Regions from separate parts of the Ovis aries genome. Here all the other regions are linked to region 3. Evidence: chromatin contacts called from public Hi-C data. All regions are on one chromosome and are shown on one strand. The core of a region is the stretch at or near the end of the contact, and the rest is flanking DNA. Distances in the headings are between cores, read along the strand shown. Region 1 holds the start of MGAT4A (alpha-1,3-mannosyl-glycoprotein 4-beta-N-acetylglucosaminyltransferase A). Region 2 overlaps CRACDL (CRACD like). Region 3 holds the start of UNC50 (unc-50 inner nuclear membrane RNA binding protein).

Region 1 (3,503 bases), core at 805-3,304, 130 kb before region 3:
CCTGTGATGTTCTCATTTCTTAGAACAACAAACTGAAATCCAGACTTTGTGGAGCTAAAAGTGATTGGTTTACGACAAGTTTAACTGTAACACCAGATTTCTCCTGAAACCCGTCCTTCTGCTGCCAGGTGGAGTAGTAATAAGCCATCACGAAGGGCCCCAAAGGAAGGCAGTTCTGTTTGTCCTGCTTTTTGTCTTTTGATGTTAGTTCTCCGCTAACCTTTGTCCAGGGGGAATTCTGCTGTCTTCCTGGATAAGCCCATTGAGTCCATCGTTGAAGCTTGCCCTTTGCAGCTGTCCTTTCTCTCTGACATATGCCTCTGCTTCTAGAATGTTTCTGAATGCTTTCATTTCCTTCCTGAGAGAAAAAAAATGGAGAAAGTGGAGTGAAATGTATCTTTTTAATAGTCATCCACTCAACAAGATTTTGTCAGCTGCTGAAGATACAAGCAGAGGGGTACAGGAATGCTGCAGGGACTCAAACCCAGTCAAACAGATCTGGGTTTGAATTCTGGTTGGATCGCTTACTAGTGCCTACATCACTGTATCAGTTTGTATTGTGTTATGTATTTATTTTTGCCTATGCTGGGCCTTCGTTGCTGCCCGCGGGCTGTCTCTAGTTGCGGCGCTGGGGCTTCTTACTGCAGTGTCTTCTCTTGTTGCAGGGCACAGGGCTCTGGACAAGTGGGCTTCAGTAGCTGCGGCACTGCGGCTCAGTAGTTTTGGCGCGTGGGCTTAGTTGCCCTGCGGTATGTGGGATCTTACTTCCCAGATCAGGGATTGAACCCGTGTCCCTTGCATTGGCAGGTGGATTCTTAACCACTGGATCACTGGGGAAGTCCTGTATTGTATTATTATTTGTACTGTTAATCTCTCAGGGCCTCCAGTTTCCTTCCCATAGAATGGGGAGCTCCCTGGGCAATTTAATCTTTTGGCCAGTCTTGTGGACATGGCTTTGTTAAATGCCACTGCTTTCTTCTGTATGGAAATTGCCTGTCGTTGAGCATTGTACACCAAATAGAAAGCTTTGGGCTTTCCATTCCCAAGACATATGTCAGGCAAGATATATCAATGTATCAAAGGTTGTATCCGAGTAGGTTTCAGCCTTTATTACTTACATCTGGTCATGAAATTTTTGCCAGCTTGCTACTAGGTATTGTCTTTGTCATAGACTATAGGAAATCTGGCCCTCAAGCCAGTTACTAACCCAAGTCCTAGTACCAAAGGATACTAAGAAAAACAGGCAGACCACTCAGACCTCTCAATAGATGATCATCTATCTGGTTCTCAAGTTAACGTCCAACTTTACAGAAATGGTGATAGATTAGGACATGGAGCTTGCGAGAAAGGGACAGGAGAGCGTGGTGTAGTGGGAAAATCAGCAGCTTTAGCACTCAAAGGATCTGCATTTAAACAACCTAGTTTATTTATCTTCTTGCTAGTTGCTAAAGCTAGTCCTGGTCTCTTGGTCGGTAAACTGAGGATAATAATGCCCATTAGTGGGGATGTCGCGAGGGCCAGAGACAGTGGGTGAGGCGCCTGGACCCGCGGAGCCTCGGAAGCTCTTGCTGGATTGGGGCGGGAGCTGGCCCGGGACCGGTCACTGGGAATGCTGCCCAGGGGGGTGCGGCGGGTTGCGGACCGCAGTTGGGGGAAGGCGCCGAGGCCGCGGCAGCCCGGGTGGCCGGGTCGCGCGCCAGGCGGAGGCCGGGGGCTCCCCGGGGCCTTTTGTTGGCAGCCTGAGCTGCCTCCGCGCACACGCCCGAGAGGATTAAAGCCAGATGTGGCGGCCCGGCGCCGCCGAGCGCTTAGAGCCCGGGCCGGAGACGCCGCTCTAGACCCGGCGGCGACAGTGAGTGAAGCGGGGAGATCTCACGAGAACGGTGCAGGCTGCGAGGCGGCGCCCCTGAAATGACAACCGGGCGGGCCTCCGGCCGGCGGCTGGGCCGCGCGGGGGCGCCCGGGGGCCGGCACAGGCGGCCAATGGCTGGCGGGGTCCCGGGCGGGGCCGCGCGCGGGGGCCGCGGCGCCCCGGCGGCGGGGCGGAGCCGCGCGGGGAGGCGGGGGCGCCCGGCGGCGGCTCGGTGGCGGCTCGGCGGCGGCCGCGGCAGGACTGGCAGCGCCGGCGGCGGGTGAGGGGTTCGCGGCGGCGGGTGCGGGCAGCTGCGAGCTGGGGCGCAGGGCGGCTGCGCGGAGGGCGCGGGATGGAGGGGCGGCGCCGGGTCGCGGGAGATCCACCTGCTGGTAACGGAGCCGCGGGCGCCGCGGCCGGGCCCGGAGCTCGTGCGCCTCGGGCTGCTGCGGGGCCGTCTCGGGGCGCGGGCGGGCTGGGCCTCGGGGGCGGGCGCGGGCCGGGCCGTCCTGGGCGCGCCGTCAGCCCCGCTCCGCCGCCGCAGCCCCTCGGTGCCGCGCGCTCCCTCGGGGGCCGACCGGGCGCCTGGTGCGCTCTCGGCGCTCCGTGGCGCGGCGGGGCTCGCTGACTTTGGGGCAAAGTGAAGGAAAGTGGGGGTTTGGGGGGTGAGGCAGAGTTGCTCGCGGGACTGCCCCAGGGCTCACGCCCGTCCCGGAGTCGGCGGCGTCCCGGGGCCGCGGGGCAGGTGGGGCGGGGGCGAGGCGGGCCGGGGTTGCTGCCAAGGCGTGCACCGTTCTGGCGAATTTTCCTACAAAGTCAAGACCTGCGGGTCCTCTGTAAGCGCACCCCCATCCCCAGGCCTCCAGTTCCTCGCTATCGAGGAAGCTGCGAGTGGGATCCTCGGGTCGGGCCGGGTGATTCCACTGAGGGTACCACCAGGTGACAGCGGGAAGGCGTGTTTTATGAGCTGGCAGTCAGACCACTCGCGCGCCCGCTTTTTATTTCTCGCAGCGAGTGCTTCTCTGGATCCCGCTCATTGCTTACAATCCGGATTGCGAAATAGAAGCAGGCGCAGTGTCTGTTTTCAGTCCTCTCCATATATTTTGCTGTTGTGCTTTTGCTGTCGGACGACTTCTGGCCAAAGAAAATGGCAACGTCGTTCGTTTGAATTTAGAAGCTAAATTTAGAAGTGAATAATCTGCGTTTAATGGTTTATTTTTCTTTTTCTGAATGTTAAAAAACAACAACACTGTCATTAACAGGTTATCCTAACAAAGGTTTCTTTAGCCCGCATCGTGTAAATCTGAAAACGTACAGGACGATGAAGTTATGTAAGCTGCATTAAGGAAAAATAGAAATCCTATTATAAATATAAAACCAATGAATTTTAACAAAACCGCGCTGAATAAAGTTACAGGGCTTACATCATGGTACTCATGAGGGTGCCTTTTCTTCAGGCACCCCTGTTCTGTCTGGAATGACAGTGAAATCATATGTCAAGCATTTTTAGCCGTGGATCATACTATTTCGGAGAACACTTTCAAATCAAAGGTTATGTATCTAATAATAACATAGGACTGCAGCCCTGAAAAGACTGTTAATAAAACATTTTTTTCCAGCCTGAGATCTGGAGTTGAAAGTTCGAAACATC
Region 2 (3,737 bases), core at 926-3,425, 230 kb before region 3:
CAGTGCGGGTGTTTTCCCAAGAAAACGTGTGTGACCGGATTAAAGCTCTGCAGGTAAACTTTCCTGGGCAGCGGATATGCATTGGGAAGTCTTAAAATGATACCTGCTTTTCCTTGATACATTTTAAAGCCTAATCGAATGCATGTCACAGCTCTCCCAAGACTCACCCAGTTAGTTACAGACGGGCCATGTCTCCTCATTCATAACCACTCACTTTCAAGATGACAGCAGGGGAACTGGTGGCAGACACTGAGTTTATTTAGCTCCCCGGCCTGGGCAAGGATGTTAAAAATACCTCCGGAATGAATGAATTACAGCAGGGGAGTTTGGGGAGAAAAGTCACTGATGAAAACTACAGCAAATGTTCTTTATTCCAATCTAGTTAAAAATACAGTGTAATGTGAAAATGGGGCCGCCGCCTCCTCCCGGGAGCCTTCCAACCAAGCGGGGAGATGATGCCGGCATGAGCTCTGAGGATGACGGTCTGCCCAGGAGCCCCCCCGAGATGTCCCTGCTTCATGACATTGGTTCCAGCACTACCATAAAGGCAAGTGCCACCTGCGCCACCCGGCTCCCTCCACCTCCTCCCCCTGCCTCCACACTGGGCCGTCGGGCTCTGGTGGCCCCTGTGTGTGTTCCCCGAAGATTCCCATGAAGACTCCCGCTCAATGTGCCTGGAGGGATTCCAGCCAGCTCACTGGAGCCCACTGTCCATCCTTGGGCTGTATTTATTTTCATTCTTTGAGCAGAAATTCAAGTCTCATTCAGGGATACGGTTTGGGGAGCATTTTCCACGGTGGTTGTAGATCTGATGCAGTCAACCTCCTTTTTCCTGTCTGAGCAGATGACCAGAGCAGGTATCCCATTTGAAAACGGAAAACAGTCGGAGTCTGCTTTCTGTCCTCATGATATTTGGCTGGAGGGAGAAGGGAGCTTCCCAGGTGGCTCAGTGGTAAAGAATCTGCCTGCCAATGCAGGAGACACGAGTTTGATCCCTGGATCTGAAAGAGCCCCTGGAAGAAGGTATGGGAACCCACTCTGGTATTCTTTCCTGGGAAATCCCATGGACAGAGGAGCCTGGAGGCTTCAGTCCGTGAGGTCACAAAGAGCTGGACACGACTGAGTGACTGCGCACAAGCAGCGAGTGGTAACACATCCAATTTAGTCTAGGCTCCTGCGTCTGCGTTTGGGACTCTGAGAACTTGTTGGTTTAGGGCTAGAAATGTGAGATGTGGCGCTGGGGGACAGGGCAACAGGGAAAGTTTGACAAGCAGGAGAGGTGTCTCTGACCCCATAAGGGGGGAGACTGATCCCAGAAGCCCCCCATCCGCTTTGAAATCCAGGAGGAAGAACTGAGCCTTTTCCCCTTGTATACGGACAGCACGGCCCACACTGCCACCACCTGAGTCCCTAGGGCGGGCTGAATGATGAAATATATGTCACTGGTGCTACACGAATGCATAAGTGGCCAAACAGACGACCATTTTCCCCTTGTAGACAAGCCGCCTGGTGGGGTGGGTGGAGCTGGCATTACCAGCGCCATCATCCGTTAGCTAGAGCCACATCCCTGCCCTGTGTGCCCACGGAGGGTCCGAGTGCCCTGGTCAAGGGCCATCCTTGGGGGATTTCTGCAGATTCTGTGCTGCTCTGAAATAGCTTCAGCAGTCAGCTCAGCTGGGAAGCTCAGAAGTTCCCCTGCAAAGGCAGATTGTCACTGTTCAGTCACTCAATCATGTTGACTCTTTGCAACCCCATGGACTGCAGCACACCAGGCTTCCCTATCTTCCACTCTCCCAGAGTTTGCTCAGACTCATGTCCATTGAGTCGAGGATGCCATCCAGCTCATCCTCTGTCATCCCCTTCTCTTCCTGCCTTCAGTCTTTCCCAGCATCAGGGTCTTTTCCAATGAGTCGGTTCTTCGCATCAGGTAGCCAAAGTTTTGGAGCTGCAACTGCAGCATCAGTGTTTCCTGTGAATATTCAGGGTTGATTTCATTTAGGATTGATTGGTTTGATCTCCTAGCAGTCCAAGGGGCTCTCAAGAGTCTTCTCCAGCACCAGAGTTCAAAAGCAGGAAAAGGAGTATTTACCTGACTTGGGTGTGGCTGTGGGTTCTCAGAAGGCAGAGGAAGGGCTGTGGTATAGCTGAAGTGTGAACACACCCAGGGCAGGGGTTCCCTCATAGCAGGCCAGAGAATGACTCCTTCCAGAATTCTGCCCTACTTGCTCCACGAGCAGGTCAGAGGGCAGTGGGCCACCCGCACCTGCTCTCCCAGCTGGACGAGAAAGCAGAGGAGACACGGAGGAAGGTGTGGCCCATTTCCTGGACTCCAGGCTCACCCTGCACCCTTCGGGTGCTGGGGAAAGGTGGCAGGCTGATGGCCGTGTAAGGTGTCATCACCAGGTAACACTCATATCTCGGCATCTTCATTGGCGGAGCCTCAGGAATGGATGTGATTTTGTGTTTGTACCATGTGGTGGGGGAACGTGAACCACCATAGACTGACTCACCTCCACTCCATCCCATGGTTCTCTGACGTTCCCAGCAACATGGTTCTCTGCATTTAGCTGGGACAGTCAGCTGGGATAGACAGTATAGGAGAGTTGGTAGCTTCTAAATCTGTTAAGGATTCAAGTGTGAACCCAGCCTCAAACCCATAAAGTGCCATGATGCACAAATTTCAGTCTGACTAGGAGCCATTCATACGGGGCAGGGCTGACCTTGTCTTCAACATCCCTCCTTTCGTGGTGACATTCTTTTTTTTTTTTTTTTTTAATTGAGTAATAGGACCCATTCACTGGCATCATCGGTAACCAAAATTTGAGACTTTAAGACTTAAAAAAATATATATATATTTATTGCTGTGGTTTTGAAGATGCAGTGACCATATTTTGTGCCCTGAAAGTTTTTAGGGCCCAGTGAGTCAACCAAGAGGGGAAAACAACACACACAGCATTTGATATAATGGAACCATAAACCCCAAAAGGATGGGACTGTGGGCTGTTTGATCTTTTCCTGTTGTGACACCTCACACAGGCCCACTTGCTCGACAGAGAAACTTAGTGAAGATTATTATGAAGAAAAGGTCTTCAGTAAAATGTGTTTGGTGACACTGCCAAGATAACATTTCCTGGTGAATGGGTTTTTCAGAAAATATATGGGATTATTTTTAAGTTGCTCTAGCATGTGAGGTAACAATGGATGATGTTTGCTTAGTGATGTTTAAGGTAAAATTACACCTAAGAGGTCCTTGTCTAGGTTTCCTGCCATTAAGTAAGAAACAGGGGGTCAAGGGTGGCAGACTGGCAGGTCTCATTTGCTCTGGGTGATGAGGAAGAGAGCAAGGGAGACGGCCCAGCTCTGCCAGCCAAAGGCTGCACAGCCATCACTGCTGGTGAGGCCGCAGCCTGGCCCGTTGCCTCTGGGACCTGGGGGAGAACGGAGTGGGCTCAGGCAGCTCTGTGCCTCCCCGCGCGGGGACCCATTCCCCACGCACCACACTCCACCCCTTCCTCAGTGTCAGGGCCCCTGTTTTTGAGGACGGTTAGGGTGAAGCAGCTGTCACCCAGGGTAACCCCACAGAAGCCTCTGAACCCCAGGCTACTTCCTCAGGGCTTTGATCCACAGTCCCCCAACAAAGAGCAACTTGTTAGACTCCTATTAAATGCTCCACTTCCAGAATCATCCAGAAGCACAGATTCCAGGAATACTGGAGAACTGGGAGCAAGCAGTGTAAA
Region 3 (3,431 bases), core at 351-2,850:
CAGTCAACTGATTTCTCAACTCTCCTGCAGATAAACACTTACCACAGAGCCAGATACTTAACAGGACCAAGAAAGCTGGGTCATCCCTGGCCCACTGATCTTTCGTCTGCTTCCTATAGTGAAAGTTTCTATAAACTCTCTGTGGGGAAGTGAACAGGTAGAGCATCTGCCAGGCAGCAAACTCAAAGTCCATCTGCCGGAAACGGAAAAGCCTCCTCAGGTATTTGTAGCGTTTTGCTCCCGCTGTGTGTCTGGCTGCATCCCTGGAACTCAACACTCCGTTCCCCTGCACTGGGGAAGTCACCGAAGTACTTGGTAACATCTTCCTAGATAGAAGGGAGGAAAAATTTATATTATTAATACAAATCATCAGAAGAAACTGCCAGCCTCTAGCACCCCTCTTGTGAGTTATTTAGGAGACAAGTCACCTTACATTTTGGCCCCAATCCCTGAGAAGAGGCAGGACTCAAAAAAGGGTAAATTTGGTTTTGAGGCTGATTTGGGAGCTGGAGAACTGCCCATTGCACTTCAGGAAAGGGCTGCCCCGTGGCCTTCTGAACCTTCATAATAACGCTTTTACAAGGTCCACCCATTCTCTGTACTTCATTTCTGTCAATCCTCAGATCTGCTCCACCTCTCCCCACCTCCCCACCTCCTCCCACCCCTTCTCCAGAAGCAGAGATAGTGATAGAGCCAAAATTCAGGCAGTCTGAATCAAAAGTCCACCTGTCATCTGTGCTAACAATCAAGACTTTAAGGAAAAGCCTTTGCTGAAGCCAAACAGAAACGATGTTCCCGACGACGTAAAGTAAAATGGTTTATCACACAAGACCATCAGCGCCTCACCAACAAGCAACTCGTTCACTAGCATGGGATGTAAAAACAAGGCAAAACTCAAACGCATAGTGTTTTACTTCCTGAATAGTTCATCAGGGGAACGACAGCGTGGGGGTCCAGTCCAACCAGCCTGAAGCCAGGGAGGCGCTGGTCATCGTCCGGCCTCCTTGTCCCGCCCCGGCAGCCCAGTGTCGGGCTCCACTCCCCAGGCCTCCAGGACGCCAGCTGCTCCCCGCCGGCTCGGGGCCGCCGGTAAGGCGGCCAGATTGAGCATAAAAACACAGGATGTCCAATTACAACTGCATCGCAGATACAACAATAATTTGTAATATAAGCAGGTCCGAAACACTGCGTGAGACCCGCAGCTATGCAGACATCATTCGCTGCTATCTGAAATTCGGCTGTAACCAGCCTCCGCGATGGTGTCTGGCAGCCCCAACGCAGGCCGAGCAGCCGGACCCGGGCGCGGTCACTCCAGGGCCGGGTGATGTGGGGCCGCAAGTTGCCAGAAGAAAAGGCCGACCGGCGAGCCCGAGTCGCGCGCAGATGGGGCCGTCGGCAGGCCTCACCTGGAGCCCCGCGGCGGCGTCCACCGGCTTCACATACACCCGCCACCACCGCCCAGCAGCCGACCCAGCCGCCGCTGGGCCAACTTCCCTCCTCGCTACGTCAACCACGTAGGGGGCGCGTCGCGTCCCGTGACCCACAAACGCCGCGCGCGATACCTCTCGCGTTACGTCTCTCGCCGCGCGCCCACCGGAAGTGGTTGCTACCGGTCTTTTTCCGGTTCCGCCCGCCGCGGCGTCACTGGCGTCCTGAGGAGTCTGGGCCGTCTCGGGAGGAGAGGGTGGAGGCCGCGGCCAGCTGGAGGCGCAGTCATGCCCCGATATTACGAGGACAAGCCTGAGGGCGGCGCGTGCGCGGGCGTGAAGGAGGATCTGGGCTTGTGTCTGCTGCAGTCTGACTGCGTGCTCAAGGTAGCGCGGCCGGGTGCTCGGATGACCGAGGCCCGAAGCGGGGAGGCGAGGCTGGCGGAGGGTCCCTGGCGGGCCCCGGTGATGGCTGAGTCGTGCCTCCGAGTTCGCGGTCCTAGTTCTCCACCGACTTAGTGAACTTGGGCGAGTCCACTGTCGGAACCTGACTTCCCAATGGTGAAACTGGAGAAAACCGTGCTGCCCTGTTGGGTTTTTGTAAAGTTTAAACCATCTCGGGTGCAGAGACACGAAATGCTGCTGCTCTCCTGGGTTCTGGAGGCATATAGGAGAGAATCACAGGTTTCTGGAGCCCTCGAAAATGAGAACCAGTAAATTAGCACATAATTACATGAACCTGCCATACTGTGTTGCCTCGTGAAACCTCCTTTCTCAGTTCAGTTGTGGCTGAATAGATGCTGTATTTACTTTGTGCTGGTCTGAACTTGCTGAGTTCTGTGTATTCCAGGATAAGCTGTAAAAGAGGCAGCTTTTTTATTTTCACCACTTTGTATCTCGCGCCCCCTACCGTTGAACTTGTGGTTTTAGGTGCTGTGATGGGAGACAGGAATTTGCTATCTTTCCCTCAGTACAGCCACAGGTCTTCTCTGGAGCCAGTCTGATATGCGTGCCTTAAGTCGTTTCCTACTTTTCGCGGCCCCGTAGACCCTACCCCTCTAGGCTCCTCTATCCATGGGATGGTCCAGGCAAGAATACTGGAGTGGGTTGTCGTGCCCGCCTCCAGGGGATCTTCCCGACCTGGGATCGAACCCGTGTCTTTTGTATCTACTGCGTTGGCAAGTGGTTGGCTAGTGGTTCTTTACCACTAGTGCCATCTGGGAAGCCCAGTGAAGTTCAAAGCCGACTGGCAAACCTGGATTCTGGTATTCAGTTCAGTTCAGTCGCTAAGTCGTGTCCAACTCTTTGCGACCCCAAAGCACTCCAGCCTTCCTTATCCATCACCAACTCCCGGAGTTTATTCAAACTCATGTCCATTGAGTCGGTGATGCCATCCAGCCATCTCAACCACTGTCATCCCCTTCTCCTCCTGCCTTCAATCATTCCCAGCATCAGGTCTTTGCCAGTGAGCCGGTTCTTCGCATCAGGTGGCCAAAGTATTGGATTATCAGCTTCAGCATCAGTCCTTCCAATGAATATTCAGGACTGATTTCCTTCAGGATGGATTGCTTGGATCTCCTTGCTGTCCAAAGGGCTCTCAAGAGTTCTCCAACACCACAGTTCAAAAGCATCAATTCTTTGGTGCTCAGCTTTCTTTATAGTCCAGTTCTCACATCCATACCTGACTACTGGAAAAACCATAGCCTTGACTAGACGGACCTTTGTTGGCAAAGTAATGTTTCTGCTTTTTAATATGCTGTCTAGGTTGGTCGTAACTTTCCTTCCAAGGAGTAAGCGTCTTTTACTTTCATGGCTGCAGTCACCATCTGCAGTGATTTTGGAGCCCCCCAAGTAAAACCTGTCACTGTTTCCATTGTTTCCCCATCTATTTGCCATGTTCGGGGCCTCCCGTAAGGCGGCCAGATTGAGCATAAAAACACAGGACGTCCAGTTACAACTGCACTTCAGGATCTTAGTTTTCTGAATGTTGGGCTTTAAGCCAAC

The links. Hi-C and Micro-C count contacts between places; a contact is called where the count stands out from the background.
Region 1: a contact with region 3 is called in a Hi-C map of tail adipose tissue, with 2.7 times the contacts expected there. The contact joins the promoter of MGAT4A here to the promoter of UNC50 in region 3. A contact is called at or near these places in 6 of 16 Hi-C or Micro-C datasets (blood, hypothalamus, liver and 3 more).
Region 2: a Hi-C map of mixed tissues shows a contact between it and region 3, with 6 times the contacts expected there. The contact joins the enhancer-like site here to the promoter of UNC50 in region 3. A contact is called at or near these places in 7 of 16 Hi-C or Micro-C datasets (blood, liver, mixed tissues and 2 more).

Annotation. Positions count from the first base shown.
Region 1 is chr3:102,501,471-102,504,973 of ARS-UI_Ramb_v3.0, forward strand. It overlaps MGAT4A (alpha-1,3-mannosyl-glycoprotein 4-beta-N-acetylglucosaminyltransferase A), which reads left to right and starts at 2,055. Exons shown (of 16, transcript XM_060413949.1): 1 at 2,055-2,132.
Region 2 is chr3:102,404,931-102,408,667 of ARS-UI_Ramb_v3.0, forward strand. It overlaps CRACDL (CRACD like), which reads left to right. Exons shown (of 10, transcript XM_060413960.1): 4 at 1-53; 5 at 383-547. Among named protein-coding and RNA genes, the nearest start is that of MGAT4A, 97 kb to the right of the region's middle. Within about 2 kb of position 2,176, at least 7 of the 54 cell types and tissues checked have an H3K27ac peak or open chromatin away from gene starts, as enhancers often do.
Region 3 is chr3:102,636,197-102,639,627 of ARS-UI_Ramb_v3.0, forward strand. UNC50 (unc-50 inner nuclear membrane RNA binding protein) reads right to left here and starts at 1,601. Exons shown (of 6, transcript XM_012173801.4): 1 at 1,563-1,601; 2 at 43-326. The coding sequence starts at 322. It overlaps LOC101109345 (cytochrome c oxidase assembly factor 5), which reads left to right and starts at 1,655. Exons shown (of 3, transcript XM_004006150.5): 1 at 1,655-1,814. The coding sequence starts at 1,716.